2 separate regions of the Sus scrofa genome follow, and region 2 is linked to region 1. Evidence: chromatin contacts called from public promoter capture Hi-C data. All regions are on one chromosome and are shown on one strand. The core of a region is the stretch at or near the end of the contact, and the rest is flanking DNA. Distances in the headings are between cores, read along the strand shown. Region 1 holds the start of ELFN2 (protein phosphatase 1 regulatory subunit 29). Region 2 holds the start of CYTH4 (cytohesin 4).

Region 1 (2,939 bases), core at 297-2,796:
GTCATGCCCAATGACCTTGCAGTCTAGAATCCAGGCGTGAGGGTGGGTGAGTGAGCGACTAGCCGTGTGTCCTCCAGGCTCTTGGGGGATGGCGGGTGTGGGGCTGCTTCCAAGTGACTCAGGTCCCGAACCCAGAGGTCACCTGATGCCTCCTGGGCTCCCCGCAGAGCTGACCCAGCAACCACTCCTATCAGCTCTGCCTCCAAAAGGTGCCCTAAACCCAGTCCCTTCTCACCCCTTCACCAGCACAAGGCAAGGGCGGGGTCCATTCCATTCACCATTCACCTCGGTGTGCTCAGGATCTGGCACGAAGCAGGCACTCCAAAAATATTTGTTGAAGAAAATGATCAAGGTCATGCCCAAGAATGAAGGAAGAGGAGGCAAATGAGAAAAGAAAATGTATGGGGGCAGAAAGGCAAGTGAATTCAGTTCTGCCCTGGAGAGGGGGCAGCGGCGGCGGCAGAGGCAGGGGGCGTTGGCACTGGGCAGAAGGGGAAACTTTACACATGAAGAGATGCTCCAATCTAAAAAGATATAACAGGAGTTTTCGCTGTAGCAATGGGATCAGCGGCATGTCTGCAGCTCCAGGACACAGGTTCAATCCCCGGCCCGGGATAGTGGGTTACGGATCCGGCATTGCCACAGCTGCAGCATAGATCACAACTGCGGCTCGGATCTGATCCCTGGCCCAGGAACTCCATAGGCTGAGGGGCAGCCAAAAAAGAATGAATAAAAATAAAATAAATTTTAAAATACAACAAACGAGTGAATATAACAAAAAAAGCAGCACGCCCACAGGCATAGAGAATAAACTAGTGGTTACCAGTGGGGAGGGGGGAGGGGCTATGCAGAGGTGGGGGAGGGGGGTACAAACCTTTGGGTCTGAGACAGGCTCAAGGATGTATTTACAACGCGGGGAAGGCAGCCAATGTTTGGTAATAACTGTAAATGGAAAGCAATCTTTAAAATTGTATTGAAATTTTAAAAATGAAATTACTGCAAGAAATAAAGAGAGAGGGATGCTCCAGCTACCTGTCAGGTCGACAGGTGCAGAGGGGCACGTAGGCAGGGCACCTGGAAGGCACAAGGCATAGAGGCATGAAATGGCCAGCATGGCACAGGGCAACAAGGCTCAGGAAGGCAACCTGCCTCATCCCTCCTCGGGCCGAGCAAGGTCCTTCCCAGCCCAGCTCCAGGGCAAGGTGGCCGCCTGCCCTCGGTACTCACCCTGGATTTCCCTGGTGGTGTCTCTGCCTTCCTGGCCCACAGCCCAGACCTGAGATAAAAGAGCGCCTTCTGCCCTTTCTCACTCACAGCCTTCTGATTGCTCTGCCTGCGGTTTCTCTGAAACCTCCACTCACAACTCCTGCTCCCCGCCCGCCTCACACTTGGGGCCCGAGGAACTCCAGTCTCCGCAGTTCCTCCATTTCATGCTCAGAACAAGCACTAGACTAACCCTGGCATTCAAACACTCAACTACCCCTTGATTTCCCTGGGTCTGGCTGGGCCCGTGTTGGAATATTCCACCCCCTCACTTCTGAGAAGGAAATTTTCTGCCAGAGGCTGAGTTCCGGTTCCTCCTCCCTCCTGCCTTTCCCAGAGCAGGGCCCAATCGCGGCTGCAAACTGAGTTCCCAGCACCCAGAGGAGGAGGCCGGGGAGCAGAGCCCGGAGCGGGGAGGGCGTGTGAAACCAGGTGAGTCTGAAGGAGGACAGCCAACAGCGTACATGAAATCCAGGAGGGGAGCAGAGCAGGCATCAGGACCACGGCCCAGCAGGCTGGAGTTCACAGCAGGCCCCAGACCCCCGGAAGAAGAACACAACAGCCCTCCCTATTTACAGGGTGACTGCCATGTGCCAGGTTATGTAAATGCCATCAAATTATCACAACGACTGGAGAGGACATTATGTTAGGACTTGTTGGTTGCAAGTGACAGAAATCCATTTCTTTTTTCCAGTCACATCCGCAGCATATAGAAGCTCCTGGGCCAGGCGTTGAACCGGAGCTGTAGCTGAGGCCTATGCCACAGCCACAGCCACACCAGATTTGTGCTGCATCTGCAACCCATGCCAGATCCTTAAGCCACTGAGTGAGACCAGGGATTGAACCCAAGTCCTCACAGAGATAATGTCGGGTTCTTAACCCACGGAGGCACAGCGGGAACTCCAGAAACTGGCTTGAACTGGCTTAAAACTCAAAAGAGGATATTTTAGCTTTCATACCAGGCAGGGCAGGAAGGGTCAGCCCGAGGAAGACTGAGAAGAAGGAAGCCATATTGAACGCCATCAGCATTCTCATTCTCTCTCTCTCTCCCTCTCTCTCTCTCTCTCAGCGGCTTAGTTCTTTAGGGCGACTGTCCCCCCTCAGTGCAACCAGGATCCCCCAGGCTTACAGCCCTACGCAGGGATTCATGGGGAGCCTGGGAAGAGATTGTCATCCAATCCCAATCTGAATAATTCTAGGGAAGGACTCTCATTGGCCCAGGGTGGGTCACATGCTTCAGCCTTGAACCAATCGCTGTGGCCCGGGGGACAAGGGCAGATTAACGGCCCAGGCTGGGGCAGGGACCCCCACCCTGTAGCCAGAGGAGGGCCTGTCGGCAGGAGAGTGGTCCAGGGGCACAGCAATAGCAGCCGTGCTGGTTTGTGGACTGTTTTTTCATTTTGTTTTGGAAATAATTTTAGATTATGATTGTGGAATCATTTTAGATTTCTAGAAACACGTGCAAACAGAGCACAGGGAGTTGCCGGACACCCTTCGCCCAGCTCACCTTGATGTTCGCATCTCGCACAGCCACAATCCATTCGTCCAAATTAAGGCATGAGCACAGGTCTAGCACAATGGACGAATCTCTCCATGTCATTCGCTCTTCCCCATTTTCCACTAGCGCTTTTTTTCTGTTCCAGGATCCCACACTGCGCTTCGTCATGGTGCTCCTT
Region 2 (3,323 bases), core at 294-2,793, 160 kb before region 1:
GGCCCTTGTCCTCCTGGGCTTTGAGACTGGTGGGAAAACAGATGAATACACAATATGTGCCACAAAGTGACAAGGAAGGAGCAGTGAATTTATAGATGTTTCTTTTTCTTTTTTCTTTTTTTCGTCTTTTTAGGGCCGCACCTGCAGCACATGGAAGTTCCCAGGCTAGGGGTCAAATCGGAGCTGTAGCCTCCGGCCTACGCCAGAGCCACAGCCACGCAAGATCTGAGCCAGAGCCACAAAAACCTGGGATCCAAGCCGTTTCTGTGACCTACACCACAGCTCCTGGCAAGGCCAGATCCTTAACCCACTGAGCGAGGCCAGGGATTGAACCCAAATCCTCATGCACACTGTTCGGGTTCTTTACCATTAAGCCACAATAGGACCTCCTAGATATTTCTTCTTTTGAAGTATTTATTCATTTTTGGCTATGCCCACGGCATGCAGAAATTCCCAGGCCAAGGATAGAACCTGAGGCACAGCAGTGAAAACATCGAATCCTTAGGCCACAAGGGAACCCCTATAAATATTTCTTCACACTGTACTTTTTTCCACCAAGGATTTGAATCAGCTTGCCAAAAAAAATTAAAAAAAGACACAAGCAGTCGAATTGTAAATTTTAACCCCCAAAGAAAATTGAAACCTAAAAGAGAAAGAAGATAGTGTTTATTGACTATTCATGCATCTTACATGCATTATGTCCCCCATGTTTTTCATAACCCCGAGGTGAGAATTAGTATTCAGCTTTTACAGGTAAGCAAACTGAGGCTCATTGCCAATAAGTGACTCACCCAAGTTCACCCAGGCCCTGAGTGGCAGAGCTGAATCACCCTGCTGTCTGGCCTCAACGTCTGTCTGTTACAACAGAACAGTCGTCAAGGCACTTTGGATTTGACTGAGCTTCCCAGCAACCTGGGGGAAAAGGGAAACTGAACATCTGGCCTGACCAATCACTAGACAGGCAAAAGCCAAGCATTTCATTGAGGGGAGGCAGAGCCTTTGCTAGCACTGGATTAATTTTTCCTTGATCAAGGGAGGGTTGATGAAAGAGAGCTTGTGGGGTGGGACCTAGGGGGCTCCGCTTGGACTGTTCAAGTGGAGTGACCCTTCAGCTGAAGGGCAGGGAGGTTGCTGAGTAAGTGCCCATGGTCCCGCTGGAGAAGGATCTGTGCTCTAATAAGCATCTTCCTCGGGGGGGTGTGTCTGCATGTTTCTCTCTGTCGCACCATCTTTCTCTTTTTATCCCCCGCCCCCCGTGTCCTTCTATCCCTCCCTCGTCCACCCCCAACATGCAAAGAGTCCCCAGTACGCAGAACTGGTTTTAGGAAGTGCTGTTACGTCAAGAGCCTACGTACCAGAGCCCCAGAGCCCCAGAACCCAGGCAGGACAGGACTTCCTCCCCACACAGGGGCTGGGCGGGGCGGGCGGACGGGAAGGGGCCTGCTCTAGCTGAGGTGACACATCTCTGCCTGAGCAGCCGAGCTGCAGCTGGGTCAGCAGGCCCCTGGAGCCCGGGCCGCCCTTCCCCGGGGGGGCTTCAGAATGGACTTGTGCCACCCAGGTAAGCGTCTGGGCCGACCTGTCTGGGCCTCAGTTTCCTGTTCTGTAGAATGGGGATAACGGTGCTGGCCTCACAGCAATCAGTGTGTACATAGATATAAGCCAGATGGGACAGGCAGGAGCAGAAAACAGAGGTCTAGGCGCTCGGGCTTGGTGCCAAGCTGTGTTCCAGGGGCCGGGAGTCCAGCGAACGAAGCGGGGGCTCCCCTCACCCTCAGGAGCTTATTATGTTCTAGGGGGAAGACAGACAGTGCGAGTGTGCGTGTGCTTGGTCGGGAGGTGACAAGCCGGATGAGCGGCACGGTGAGATGAGGAAGATGGGACAGGTGGCCGAGAAGACCTCAAGAGGAGACACTGTTTGAGCCGAGGCTTGAAGGAGGGAGGAAAGGATCCGTGTGGGTTTCTGGGGAAAGAATATTCCAGACGAAGGAATAGCCAGTGCAAAGGTCCGGAGGTGGGACGCGAAAGATAGCTTGTGTCAAAGACGGTGACATCCGTGAGGATGATAAGTGTCCGGGTGGCAAAAGCACCCTGCAGCCCCAGTTTGGCCTCTGGTGGGGGACGGTGGCCTCTGGGGCGGCTGAGGACACCACTGATTGCCAGTGGAGGGGCCCAGGAATGAGCAGCCGGGGACCGTGGCCGGGCCCCTGCCCGGTCAGCAGGACCATGTGTCTGGAGGGGAAGGAAAGGAGGCTGCAGAGTGGGTACAGGGGCGGACGGGACTCCGTTGTGTTTCCGTGAGGAGGAGAGAAGAGGGCCCAAGTCCTTCTCAGAATATTCCAGCATGGCCTGGAATTCCTGAGGACAAGGGCTGCCTGGAGCAGTTCGGTTCCCCAGGTCCAGATAATGTGCAGCAGAACCCTACCTTCAAACAAAACCTCACACAGGAGTTCCCGTTGTGGCTCAGCAGCAACAAACCTGACTAGTATCCGTGAGGATGTGGGTTCGACCCCTGGCCTCACTCAGGGGGTTAAGGATCTGGCGTTGTCGTGAGCTGAGGTGCAGGTTGCAGGCGTGGCTTAGATCTGGTGTTACTGTGGCTGTCGTGTAGACTGGCATCTGCAGCTCCGGTTCGACTCCTAGTCTGGGAACAAAAGAACCCTCATACAAGGCAGTCCGACCCCGCCCACTGGGCCTCCCCTCACCCCAGGGTTTCAGGGGAACACAGCTAGAGAAGCAGGCATTAGTTTCAACAACCCCCATTTACAGATGGAACAAAGGAGGCCAAGAGAGGGACACCGTCCTGCTGGGGCAGGACCCCTCCCCACCTCCTGGCTCCCCTCCCCACCCTTTCTCCCCAAACCCTGAGCTTCCCCTGCGGGCTTTGGGAGGCAGGTGGCTCACAGACTGTAGGGGCTTGGTGAACACACCGCAGGTGGCAACTGGGGGACAAGAGGAGACCCAGGAGGAGCAGTGCCTGGCTCAAGGTCACACAGCTGACACAAGGGTGACAAGAGACTGTGAAGTCCCCTTCCCCCTCGCCAGCCAACACTGCCTGACTGGCTACCACTCTTACTTGGTTCTTTGCTGGGGGGGGTCTTCTGGTACCAAAGGCCTTAGGATAGTTGTCCCCATAATGCAAATGAGGAAACGGCGGCTCACAGAGGTGAACTGGAGGAGAGGACGGACGGGCCCGAAGTCAGGTGGCCAATAAGTAGCAGAATAGGGACAAGATCTAAGAGAAGAGAGAGCCCCAGTTTAGCCTGGGTTGGGGGGTATAGGTGCGGGGCATCTGAGGGAAGCCACTGCTTCGGGTCAGGCGA

The links. Promoter capture Hi-C pulls out the DNA fragments that hold promoters and counts their contacts.
Region 2: a contact with region 1 is called in a promoter capture Hi-C map of fetal liver, with 2.2 times the contacts expected there. The contact joins the promoter of CYTH4 here to the promoter of ELFN2 in region 1. A contact is called at or near these places in 2 of 5 promoter capture datasets (fetal liver and liver) and 14 of 47 Hi-C or Micro-C datasets (alveolar macrophages, blood, embryonic fibroblasts and 8 more).

What each region holds. Positions count from the first base shown.
Region 1 is chr5:10,364,374-10,367,312 of Sscrofa11.1, reverse strand. ELFN2 (protein phosphatase 1 regulatory subunit 29) reads right to left here and starts at 1,546. Exons shown (of 4, transcript XM_021091522.1): 1 at 1,228-1,546.
Region 2 is chr5:10,519,803-10,523,125 of Sscrofa11.1, reverse strand. CYTH4 (cytohesin 4) reads left to right here and starts at 1,543. Exons shown (of 13, transcript NM_001144121.1): 1 at 1,543-1,561. The coding sequence starts at 1,543.